Linked DNA regions of Hordeum vulgare: region 1 is linked to region 2. Evidence: chromatin contacts called from public Hi-C data. All regions are on one chromosome and are shown on one strand. Each heading gives the region's core, a stretch centred on a gene start, on an enhancer-like site or on the middle of the called end of the contact. The rest is flanking DNA. Distances are from core to core; before and after follow the strand shown.

Region 1 (6,439 bases), core at 2,762-5,261, 130 kb after region 2:
ACTTTGTTTGTGCACTTTCGTTACTTGCTACCTTGTTTTTATATTTATTCAGATTACAAAAATCAATATCTACTATCATTACTACACTTGTATCACCATCTCTTCGCCGAACTAGTGCACCTACACAATTTAGCATTGTATTTAGTGTGTTGGGGACACAATAGACTTTTTATTATTTGGTTGCATGGTTGTTTGAGAGAGAGAATCTTCATCCTACGCCTCCCACGGATTGATAAACTCAGGTCATCCACTTGAGGGAAAATAGCTACTGTCGTACAAAACTTTGTGCTTGGAGGCCCAACACGAGACTACAAGAATAAAATTGCGTAGTACACATCACATGCCTACCATAACAACCCCTCCCCTCCCCCCCCCAATCAGACCGTACAACTTTGATTTTTTACATTCAGTTGATTTTCAACTTCAGCTTTATAAACTTTGAATTTCTCCAAAGGGGGAGATTGAAAGTGCATGTTATGCCCCTAATCGACTTTCGGTGTTAATGGCAACACATACATAGGAAACTAATCCTATTTGTTGAGTGTATCTCACGATGGCAAGTACTTTAGTAGATTGAGAATTATGTGCCAAGGTGGTCTAAGAAGATCGGGATTTATATGTCAAGAAGGCTCGGGATTGAGAAAAGATGATGTAGACTATCCTTTTAAGTTTACTATTCTTGAGTATAGGGATCCCGCACTATTAAGAGGGGATCACAGGTTTTGCGATGAATTTGCTCATACTACATATCTACTTTTCTGCTCAATACCACATCTTCACTACCTGCTCTTATCTCAAAACAGGACTAATGCCTCGGACATCCGGCCTCCTCCGGACGTCCGAGGGTCGGACGACCGACCAGCTTGGGAAATCCGGAGCTCTGCACCAGAAGAACTTGAGCCATATAACTCGAACTTCCGGCTCCCTCCGGACGTCCGAGGGCCGGTCGACCGACGAGCTTCGGAAATCCGGAGCCCTCCACCAGAAGAACTTGAGCTATATAACTCGGACTTCTGACTCCCTCCGGACGTCCGATGCCTTCTCCGGACGTCCGGTCCCTGTTCAACTCACAGTGATTCCAGACATATCTACAGCCCTCGGACGACCGACCGCTGTCGGACGTCCGACCCCTTGTGGATGCCCGGACATCCGTGAACTGCCGGATGTCCGAACCTTGTGTGACTTAAAGTGTCCCCAACGGCTGTTTTACACTCCCCACTATATATACCCCCTCCCACTTCGTGAGGGGGTGTCCAACACAGCTAGAACACATACAAGAACACCTTTTGTGAATGTTTGGAAGCCACCTCAAGGCTTACCACTAGTGGTTGAGAAACGCCTTCGTGGAGTTATCTCAAAGGGAGAATAGGGTGAGCCTTCGTGGCATTGGTGTGCCTTCGTGGTAACATCCGCCCCTCTAACGGTGACGTAGCTTCCCTCCAAGGAAGTGAACATCAGGATACATCCTCGTCTCTCTTGGAGTTTCGGTTATTCCTAACCCTAACTCTCTACTTGTGTTAATCCTTATTACGTACTTGTATTTGATTATTGTTTACCGGTTGCCTTACTTCACTCTAAATAGCTTACTCTTTGTCATAGCAATTATTAGGTCTACGCTCATATTCCGCACCTTTGCCTAAAATTGCTAAGTAATTATTAAAATTTGGAACTGTACCTATTCACCCCCCCCCCTCTAGGTCCATCTCGATCCTTTTCACATGTAACATTAGTAGTTGGTGCTACATGTTTTTCTTCCCTCAAGGCAAAATCAAGTTCATTACAACCCAAACATAATTCGAGTTGGGACTTCCAATGTGGGAAGTTACTCCCCGTAAGTGGTTCAATGTGTTCTACCGGAATGGAGAGGAAGCTGAAATTATCATAAAAATCATAAATAAACTTCCATGATTATAAATTTATGTTGGTAAATAAACAAACATGCCCAAGATTTATTTTCAATTCCATGTCAAATCACCGTTTGGCAGAAAAAACATGGAATTAAAATGTCATAAGGGATGACTCATAATAATAAAACAACGTTGGTCTCAATTAATATTAGAGTCATTTAGTTTTGAATTTAAACATCAACGTTAAAAATTGCATCATTATTTTTTATCTTTAAAACATATTCATCATGCAAAAATACACATTATAAATTCAAAATAAAAAAATCTCGTTGGTTCAATTTTATCCAAAATAATAACATGTACATTGTGCTTCAGGGAGGGAGGAGGGAAGCCAGCCACCGCGACATGAGGAGCTACGACGACTCGCGCGGCGTCGACCGTCCTTTCAAGCGGCGACGATAGCGTAGAAACATTTCGCGCCTCGCTCTGGTGGGATTCGATAGCGTTGCGGCATCCTCGCCCTCCCCCAGCGGTGGGTGCTACGCGGGGCCCAAGGGGAAAAGGCGGCGACACAACACATGAGGTGAGGATCCTTTCCTCAATCTCCCCAAATAGTGTTCATAAGTGCTTGATTTGGGGGAAAATCTAACCTAATTTCAGAATTAGGGTTCTTACAAATTAGGTATTTTTCTAGGATTTGAAAAAACATGATGATTTATACTGATTTTGGATGAAGTATCCCTCTGCCTTCTAATTTGCTAAGCATAAAATGGGATAGATCTTAAACATGATTGATTTCTAATAAATCGAGACATAAATGTGAGCATAAAACTTTAACTTGGGTTAATTAAAAATTCATGAACATGGGTAGCGGTATTGATCCATAGAGATCATAGCAAAATTAAAATACAAACATCGTTAACAGTGGGCAATTGACTCAACAACAAAAAAATAGCAGCATCAAACTTGATCTACTGATTCTATAAGCATGAAATTGATGTGCTGATCATGATGTAGGGATCTATTGCAATTATAACCCGGCTCTGATACCATTGTTGAAATAATTGCATCACCAAGATGCCATTAACATGAAACAAATTGCATCTGGACCACTAAAACATGAATAGAGATGAGTTTATAGATGATTACAACCCACTGATGTTGACATGATCGTCTACTCGTTGCACGCAATGTGGCAGGATGAAGTGTTCGAAGACGACAGCCTCCTTGAGATCTTGATTCCTTCATGGCGGCACCGACACTGTCCACGGACGGCGGCGGCGACATGGCCATGTCTTTCCGTCGTGCAACGCTTTCCTTGATCGAATAGGGTCGATGGAATATTGGGGAGTTAAGAGTTGGGCGTGAACTGGTCGATCGCCCAAGGCCGAAACTCCCCTTTCTTTATATGTAGCGCTCGCGAGAGGGGACCCAAATGTGAGTTGGTTTTGGATGCCCCCGGTAAGAGCCCATTAGTTAGATCGAGGCTAACACACGTTGTTCTGTGGGCCTCTTAACTTAACGTTATGCTTGTATCTTTCTTTTTTCTTTTGTTAATATTGTTAGATCCGATAGGCATGTTAATCCTTTTAGATCAAATCAACAACGAGAATTCCACGTCACCATCGAAGAGATCCAAGAGGTAATTAACACAGTTTTTTTTTTCTGTAGGGGACCCTGAACAGGCAACGGGGACAGGCAAGCTTCACGTGACAACCATAAATTACCAAACAAAAAGATGAAACGAAAGCAATGCGCAACCAAATCGCAGGAACAGGGGACTGATGGTGCATGGTAAGATTTGTCAATGAATCGAACAAACAAAGGCAGAGGAGGTGAGGTGAGGTGAGGTGAGGTGGGAGAGAACCAAATTCGCGTGACAGTGCTCCAATCCAACCCCACCACCCCCCATGCATGCATGCATGCATGCGGCGTGTATTTATTTCCCCGTGCTTTAAGGAAAGAAGAGACCAAAGAGATCTGAACAAAGTGGGGGAGCAGCCTCGGCATAGAGTAGAGGAGAGGGAGGTGCGATGCGATGCGATGCCAATCAAGAGACGGTGCAACCACACCTAAATTATATGCCCCCCTCCTTGCTTGCTTCAGATTGGCAGGCTGGTACCAAAGGGCCTCCCTCCAGTCCGTGCCTGCAGCAGCGTCACGCACGCAGTGCTGCTGCTTTCAGAGATCACTCCGCTCCACCCAACCAACCAAACAAGCAGTCAGGCAGGCATTATTGCTGAGAATTTTACAAGAATGGGGAATCCACGGCCGAGCACGCTACTGCTAACAGGGAGCCTAATAACAAACAATAACGAGGGGGACTGCACAAGAAATGTATCGAGAAAAATATACTTCAACCACTGCCCAGCCCATGGTGCGCAAGTGCCCATGATGCATCTGCCTGAACTGCACGCTGCTTTGACAGTGCACCAGCTTTTAATTGCAACGAGAGAAGAGATTCCAAGCCACGATTTGATTAGGCGGGCGGGCCGGGGCAGGCAAAGTGCGCAAACAAGCTCCGTTTCTTGCAGCAGACTAATGCGCTTTCCTTTGGCAACTTCTCAGGAATCATGGCCATCACCACGGCTGTCTTTCTTTCCATCTACTTAATGTGGTGCTCAAACCGAAGCATATGGGCCTTGTCAGAGCCTTTCCTTTGGCCCCAAGCTCACACTTCTCCATGCCATATGGCCACCCACTCCCCTCCCCTCCCCTCCCCTGTTGCTCCCATTTAGCATCCTTGTCTCCGTCCTTTTCCTTGCCTTCCAACCATTCTTTCGTTTCGTTTCGTTTCGTTTCGTATCCTGCTCTGCTCTGCTCTTCTTGGTTGGATAACCAACCATCTCAGAGGAGTACGGACAGCTAGGTGCTTGGACTTTTAATTATAGTAGTGGTAAGTGATGTTACGGGAGGCTGGCTAGACTGATGAGTGTTTTCAGGAGGAGCACCAGACGCACGTCCCCAATCGCCCTCACATGCCCTGCTGCCTTTATATTATCGCACTCCTCTCAAGTCTGAACCCACCTCTGATCCTTGTCATGTGAGCGAGCGAGCGAGCGAACCCAAGGCCACCACCCGTCTTCTCTGGCCTCAACAGCTCCCACTGTCCCGCCAATCTTGCTCCCCGCCCGGCCCGTTTCCCTCCCTCTCCTTCCCACTACACGCCACGGTGCCTCTGTCCTCTTGTACGCCTGCAGTTTTTAAGAAACCTGAACTGTCAAACGGTTCTCCTATAAGCGAGCGAGTGGCCTCTGGCCTGCCTGCATTGCTTGCTGTTGCTGTCTAGTGGAGGCCTGAGAGAGAGAGAGAGAGAGAGCCTTTGCGTGACCCAAGATCATGCAAGTAGTTAAGCGGGCACCAAGTCTAGATCGATCGCCTTTAGCTATTAGCTACTAGTGTATTAATCAAAGCGAGCAGCTGCAGGCAGGCTAGCTAGGCGCGAGCAAAAGCGGCAAGCAAGGAGTGGACGGGTGGGTACCTGGCCGATTGACAGCGCGCATCGGCATGTGCATCGTCGGCCGGCCCTTTGCCTACGCCGGCCATGTCACTACTAGCATATGCATGCATGGGGGGCTCTGACCCTCAGATTTGTTTGCAGTACTGCTGTTGCTGCTGCTGCTGCTATGACTACTACTACCGTCCGGTAGTACGTGACACCACCAGCAGGCAGCAGGCAGCAGGCAGCAGCGGCCACCATTACTCACTCGCTGGCTCACTCCTACCTCCCAACCGGTGAGGCCGCCCGTCGATGGATGGATGGATCCAGCGGCGAGTCAGACACCTAAAACTGTGATGGACCGATATTATTGTCAACTAACGTGTGCCCCCTGGCATGCATGCCCTTCCAAACGAAAAAGAGGACGGGGGTCGGCCCGGCGCTGTGCACTGCACTGCACTGCTTGCTTGCCCATCTAGTCCACACCAGCGCTGCACTGTCTCTTTTGCTGCCATGCCATGCCATGCCGTGCGCTCTCATCTCATGGGAGCCAAGATCGAGGCGAGGCCAGCCCGGCATCACACCCACTGACGCGGGAAAATGCATGGGACAAGGACGCTAGCTGGGCTATGGTCTCTCTCTCTCTCTCTCTCTCTCCGGGGAGGGAGGGAGGAGGAGAAAGGAAAAGATTGAAAGGGGTCGCCGGTGTAGACGGGAATTGATTGGTTTGCACTTTGCCAAGCACGCACAGAGGCAGGCACGCAGGCCAGCCCCTCCTCTCTAGTGTAGTCCTGACTCCTCGCCAACCCACTTGATGGCGATCACAGCTTCACAAGAAGCGACGCTGTTTATCCACCGGGTCTTCACTTCTGTTTCCCACCGGGCGTATGACGAATACATGTTGTTTCTCTTCTCATAGCAGTGGCATCCAATAATTCGCTTAAGCCAGGGCGCCACAGAAACTGTGCTTGGAATCATACTAGGGCTAGTATCCAAATAGGGGGGGGCAATTAGTCGATCGCCATCTACGCTGTCATGCATCCTCACTGTGCAAATATGCTGTGCGGACCATGATGCTAATTTTTCTACAAACCAGGAGAAGGAGAAAGATGGCGCTTAGTTGGTCAAATGTTGGCATCCTAATCATGTTTCC
Region 2 (5,948 bases), core at 979-3,478:
GATGAAGGATTGGGCAAGTCCATCCCCGTTCCAGAAACCGCGTCATCGTTTCCGCAAGGAGAAGGTGGGTGAGACTCATTCAAAGAACAACGAGGAAAGTACCTCCAAGAGGGGAATGAGCAAGTGAAGTTGGTGCCGTTGAACTATTTAAACTATTTATGTTGGTTTCGTGAAACTATTTGATATTTATTGAACTATTTGCCATGTGAAACTATTTGCTACTATTTGGTTGTGTGCTATGTTAGTTGAACTATTATTCGTATCGAGGTGTGATACATGTTATATTATGTTGATCTACATATTTTATGTTTTTAAGTCTATAATACTGTTGTGGCAAAAAAAATAAGACAAAAAAAGTTGTGTGCAAAAAATGCAATATGATGAGACCCTACCGCCGGAGGACATGACGGTAGGTTGCCACAGCCTACCGCCGGAGTCTGTGGCGGTAGGATGCGCAACCTACCAAAAAAAGTGATTCCACGTTAGAGTACGCAAAACTACGTATGCACACACTACCGCCTAGGGCACTGGCGGTAGGTTATCACAGCCTACCGCCTCATGCTCTCGCGGTAGGTGTGTGCCAAGTCAACGTCAGGGTCGTTAAGTAAACGGAGGCCGTGACGGTATGCTAGGTAACCCTACCGCCGACCATCTTGATGGTAAGAAAAGGGTCAAATGTTGATTTTTTTTCGAATCAGGATCAGATGTTGAAAAACTTCTTTGAGAGGGTCAAAACACGAAGATTCTATACTACGTATTTCTAGATCATGACCGGCATAACTGCCAAGACGCTTTCAGAAGAGAACAAAAGGGTGTTACGCTCCAATGGTAGTATAATACTGTATTTAACTGCATTGACATTCGGATGGCGCTGGCTTGAATACGGGCTACCACATCATACACCCCAGCATGACACCGATCGTATTGCGAGCTCGCAATGGGGAATATTGTTACAACTTCTTCAGAGTTGACGTGAGCAGCGGCACCTCACTTGATAGAGCTGTTTACAAGTATGGCCAAAATCATGTACTCTTTGTCCGGTTCAAAGAACCGCTGCACGTCTGGTGGGGTGGATATGGTATTTCTAATCTTTGTACAAGAGGGAGGACGTGTACAATACTAAGCAATCATGCATGATATTTTTTCTGGAGATTTCTGGTCCCTTGGGCCAAATTTATATATACGCCACCGATTTTTATTGGCGAGAATCATATCTTTATCAATTGTCATTTTCCTCGATAAAGTTCCTTTCAGGACCACCGAACAAGAAAATTACCATCCGTACTCTTCATTGCTTAGGCTCTGTTTGAAACCACAATAGATTATAATATTCTGAATTATGAAGATATATTATATAATCCGAATTATAAAAATAATATAGGTGAGCATGTTTGGAGACCAGATTATATAAACTGTAATCCAGATTTATATTGTACAATGACATGTTTGTTCTCTGTTTTTTAGCTGCAAAGATAATAATCTAGGTGGGCATGTTTGAAGGACGGTGGCGGTGGTAGTAGGTAATTATCTCCAAGTTTTTAATAATCTGATTTTAGCTGAGGTAGAGTAGATTATGAGTTTTTAATAATCTGATCATCTAGTTTTTATAAACTACAATATAATCTATCATGTTTGAAGACATAATAAATTATAAAAACTGGATTATATAATTTAAGTGGTTTCAAACAAGGCCTTAATTAATGAGATGTGACAAATCTTTTAACTCCGTTTTAAAAAAAAGTTACCATTGTCGGCTAGCTCTACTGCAATTTTTATCCAACAAGAAGATAAGTTAACTTATTTTTCCTTTTTTTTAATGAGATGCGGTATAATCATTTTTCTAAAAATACAATGTAATTAAAGTCGCTCATACATATGAGCATACATTTATTCTTATAAATACACGCACCGCACACTCTACCCCTAACTTTGAACCCGAGGGTTTAACTAAAATATGGCATTGCTGGCGTGCTCGGTGTCTCATGTGTAATGCGACACACATGGCAAAGCCAGCAGCGCGCCATGATGCACGGGCATAGGACAGGCACAGCTAGTGGCGGTCTGGGCTGGCCTGGGGCGTGCAGTGGCCCGATGATCGCATCCATTTGATCGATCATGCGCACCCACGCAAGAAAACAGATGATGCTCTGCCTAGCCTCTTACTATACTATACTGCTGGCTCAGATCTAGTAGTAGATGGGCTAGGCGATCGGACGGTCCAGACCACGTGCGTGCGTGCACCCACCCTCCTTTGACCCCTCCCCGCACGCTTCTCCTTCTCCTTCTCGGCCACGTACGTAGGCGCCTTGAGCCGCGGTATGAGCCTTGATGGCCTCGTTTCTCGTCTGCTTGCGGCAGAGATCGTTTTCGCCGTCCCGTAGCTTGCGTTTCCAGAAGAGAATCCGCACACAGCCTTGCGTTGGTTTGCACTCCTGCCTGGAGCATCGAGCCTACGTAGCAGACAAGGAAATTGAAGACACAGCAAGATGCGTAGGGTTCTGTTACTACTACGACTAATACTTTTCAAGCCTCCATCTAACCCTAATGGCAAACCCTAATGACTTTTCAAGCCTCCATCTACTCCTAGATCGTGTGTTTTGTGAAAAGAAAAGAGGACAGGCTGGTGTCGTCAGGCTGCGCTAATTGCTTAGTAGTACTATAGTATAATTCTTCATGGTCGCTCGTCGGCTTAATCAAATGGCAGGCGTATCGTATACTATAACGTAGCGAGCTAGCAGTTTCAGCCGGGAACTGAGTTGGATGCCTCAACCATAATAGGGTCGTTGCCACCGTCTCGAAATTCAGACACGGCGCTTGCACGCACGAATTTCTGCAGCTGTAGCGATCGGCCGGTCAGCACAGCGCGCAGATCGCCGTCTGTCTCTGATCGGCGTGACCACGAAAAGGAGTAGTATTCGGCACGAAGGTAGCCAGGGCACTCTAGCCGAAAGTGTTACTACACGATAGCAATAATATTCGGCAATCATCATCGAGGCACGCACGCACACACAAACGCTGCTGCTACTACTACGGATCACATCGTCCAGCTACCACCCCACCGGATGCTCATCGTTTTTCTTCGGAATCAAAGCAAAGTGTTTAGTGTTACACTATCACAGGTGCAGTCGATTGGCACATGACATGAGTTTTTTTTTTTTGAAAAGGAGGTTAAACCCCCGGCATCTGCATTAATCGATGCATGCAGCCATCTTTATTAATTATTTTATAAAAGTCTAACAAAAATATATATCAATCCACCCAAAGCCACGACCCACACCTACAAACTCGATAATGTGGAGTGCTCTCGCTCCACATATCTAATACCGCTGTTGTCGTCAATCCATCCACATAAGGCGTGTTTGGTTGCCTGGGTGGCTCTAGCCTGCATCGTATGGGGCATCCTGGGTGAGCCTGGCCTGTTTGAGTGGATGCAGGGATGGGGTGAGATGAGTGTTTGGTTGATTGCATGATACGGATGCACCAGAGATGCTATACATGACAGATGTTGTTTGGTAGGCTGAATTGGGCTTAATTATTTCGAGTAAAAATTGAGCTTAATTATGTAACGGGGGGGAGGGAGGGAGGGGGTGGCCGCGGGATGGCTCGGCGCGGGGAGGGAGGAGGTGGCCGCGGGCTGGCTGTGGCGGGGGGCTCGCCACGGGGACGGAGGGGGTGGCCGCGGGATGGCTCTAGCAGGTGGCTCGCCGCGGGGAGGGGCGCCACGGTGGGGGAGAGGGGTGGCGTCGGTGTTGGGGAAGGAGGGTGGCCGCGGGCTGGCTGAGGCGGGAGGGCTCGCCGCAGGGAGGGAGGGGGTGGCCGCGAGCTGGCTCTGGCCGTGGGGCTCGCCGCAGGGAGGGGGCGTTGCGGTGGGGGAGAGGGGTGGCGCCGGTGGTGGGGAAGGAGGGTGGCCGCGGGCTGGCTGAGGCGGGAGGGCTCGCCGCAGGGAGGGAGGGGGTGGCCGCGAGCTGGCTCTGGCCGTGGGGCTCGCCGCAGGGAGGGGGCGTTGCGGTGGGGGAGAGGGGTGGCGCCGGTGGTGGGGAAGGGGCTGGCATGGCGGCGCGTAGACTCGTGGCCCAGTGAAAGGCATGGAGGAGCGACATCATCCTCCGGCGAGGACAACGACGACAGAGTGGTGGGCTGCATCGCGGGTGCAGGCAAAAGGCAAGAACGAGCCTGCATGAAAGAAACGCTCCGATCCTGCGTTTCCCTCAGCCTGGCTGGGAGGCCTCTTTTTGCATCGACTGGGCCAGGCTGAGAAGACCACGCAACCAACCAAACATGGGCCATTTTGCATCTCGGATGCAAACCAGGTGCGAGCCACCCAACCAAACACGCCCATAATGGATCGGGAACAACAGCCGGTGCAGCACACCTAAAACGCACACCTCATGCACACGTTTTACAAGCCGCCATCATCGTCAAACCACTGACCCATCTTCAGGAAAGAGATCCGCATCATCCTTGCGAGTCCAAACATCCGTCGACGCCACCACGGCGCCCAAGGGCGCCACCGCCCTGCGCTCATCCGTCCAAATGTGAAGACTCCTGGAGATCTGTCGTGCGTAGCACCTCCCAACCAGGCATGACTCAGCGTAGCACGTGTCGGCCAGGCATGACTTGACAGCTCCACCGAAATCCCGTACAAGACGAAGCCGCTCCACCTCGTGCGTCAGTCTGCCAGCGTTGCTCCTGAAATGATGCTCCCAAGAAAGAAACGACACCGCAATACCGCCATCGTCCGATCTGGAAGACCAGATCCTAGGGTTTCCCCCGAAGCAGTGCCCACCACAAGCAACCGTTCACGACCCACACAGTGTCCACCACCACTTATCCCTCAAGGCGACGCCTTCAGGAAGGTCACCACATCAAGGACGCCGCTGCCGCCCACCGGAGTTAGGGTTTTCACCCGAGAGGCAAGGAAGGGGAGGAGAGGAGCAGATGTATACCGACGTCTCCAAAAAGAAAAACGTCGCCCTTGAGCGTCGTCGTCGGCGCGGCCGGCCTGGGCCAACCAAGGGTTTCCTCCAATCTGAATCTCCTCCACCAGCTTCACCCGCGGGTAGGGCCCCGTCAACCATGCCGTCACCACCAATAAACCGCAGTAGAGAGGCCCACAGATCAGGGCCGGAGGACAGCGGCCAGATCTGGCGCCGCCAGCCGCCACATCAGCCACGCGACGGCTGACCACCCGAGGGTTGTCCCACGACCGGCCACACAAGGCACGTCGGCCACCAGGAGACCGCTCACCATGGCCCAGAGCTGCGCCCGCGACGACACGCCGCTGCCCGCAACGCCACCTGCGCTCCCCATAGGACAACCCCCGACCGCGCGAAGGGGAGCCGTCGGGGCGCGCCGCCCTCGCCCCCGCCTTTGGCAGCCGGGCGTGTCCCCACCGCCGGCACCGGCGGCGACAGTGGCCGAGGAAGGGAGGAGATCGGCCGCCCGCTCGATCTAGGGTTGGGGCATGCGGAGTCGCTCGCGCGAGCGACACGGGAGGAGGACGGGAGAGATCTGTGTTGCCTTTCTAGTTACTGGATTAATCACGAGGCCATGACATGAGTGTTGGAATAATTGCATCACTAAGATGCCATTAACGGGAAACGGATTGCATCTAGACCACTAAGAACATGAACAGAGATGAGTTTATAGATCATTACAGCGCACTGATGTTGACATGATCGCCTGCTTGTTGGAGGCAATGTGGCAGGACGAAGTGCTTGAAGACGACGACCTCCTTGAGATCTTGATTCCTTCACGGCGCCACTCGCACTGTCCAGGGGTGGCTGCAAGGTCAGGTCTTCCGGTCATGCAGCGCTTCCCCTGATCAGATAGGGTCGATGGAATATTGGGGAGCTAGGAGTTGTGCGTGAACTGGTCGATCACCCAAGGCCGAAGCTCCCCTTCCCTTATATGTAGCCCTGATGACATGGGACCCAAACGTGAATTGG

What was found. A called contact is a pair of places that touch in the nucleus more often than the background predicts.
Region 1: a contact with region 2 is called in a Hi-C map of seedling, with 2.8 times the contacts expected there. The contact joins two enhancer-like sites. A contact is called at or near these places in 2 of 6 Hi-C or Micro-C datasets (leaf and seedling).

The regions. Positions count from the first base shown.
Region 1 is chr6H:448,067,775-448,074,213 of MorexV3_pseudomolecules_assembly, forward strand. No RefSeq gene overlaps it. Among protein-coding and RNA genes, the nearest start is that of LOC123403522, 40 kb to the right of the region's middle. Within about 2 kb of position 4,012, at least 3 of the 3 cell types and tissues checked have open chromatin away from gene starts, as enhancers often do. A contact at or near this core is called in leaf and seedling, where this site is marked.
Region 2 is chr6H:447,940,758-447,946,705 of MorexV3_pseudomolecules_assembly, forward strand. No RefSeq gene overlaps it. Among protein-coding and RNA genes, the nearest start is that of LOC123404195, 35 kb to the left of the region's middle. Within about 2 kb of position 2,229, at least 3 of the 3 cell types and tissues checked have open chromatin away from gene starts, as enhancers often do. A contact at or near this core is called in leaf and seedling, where this site is marked.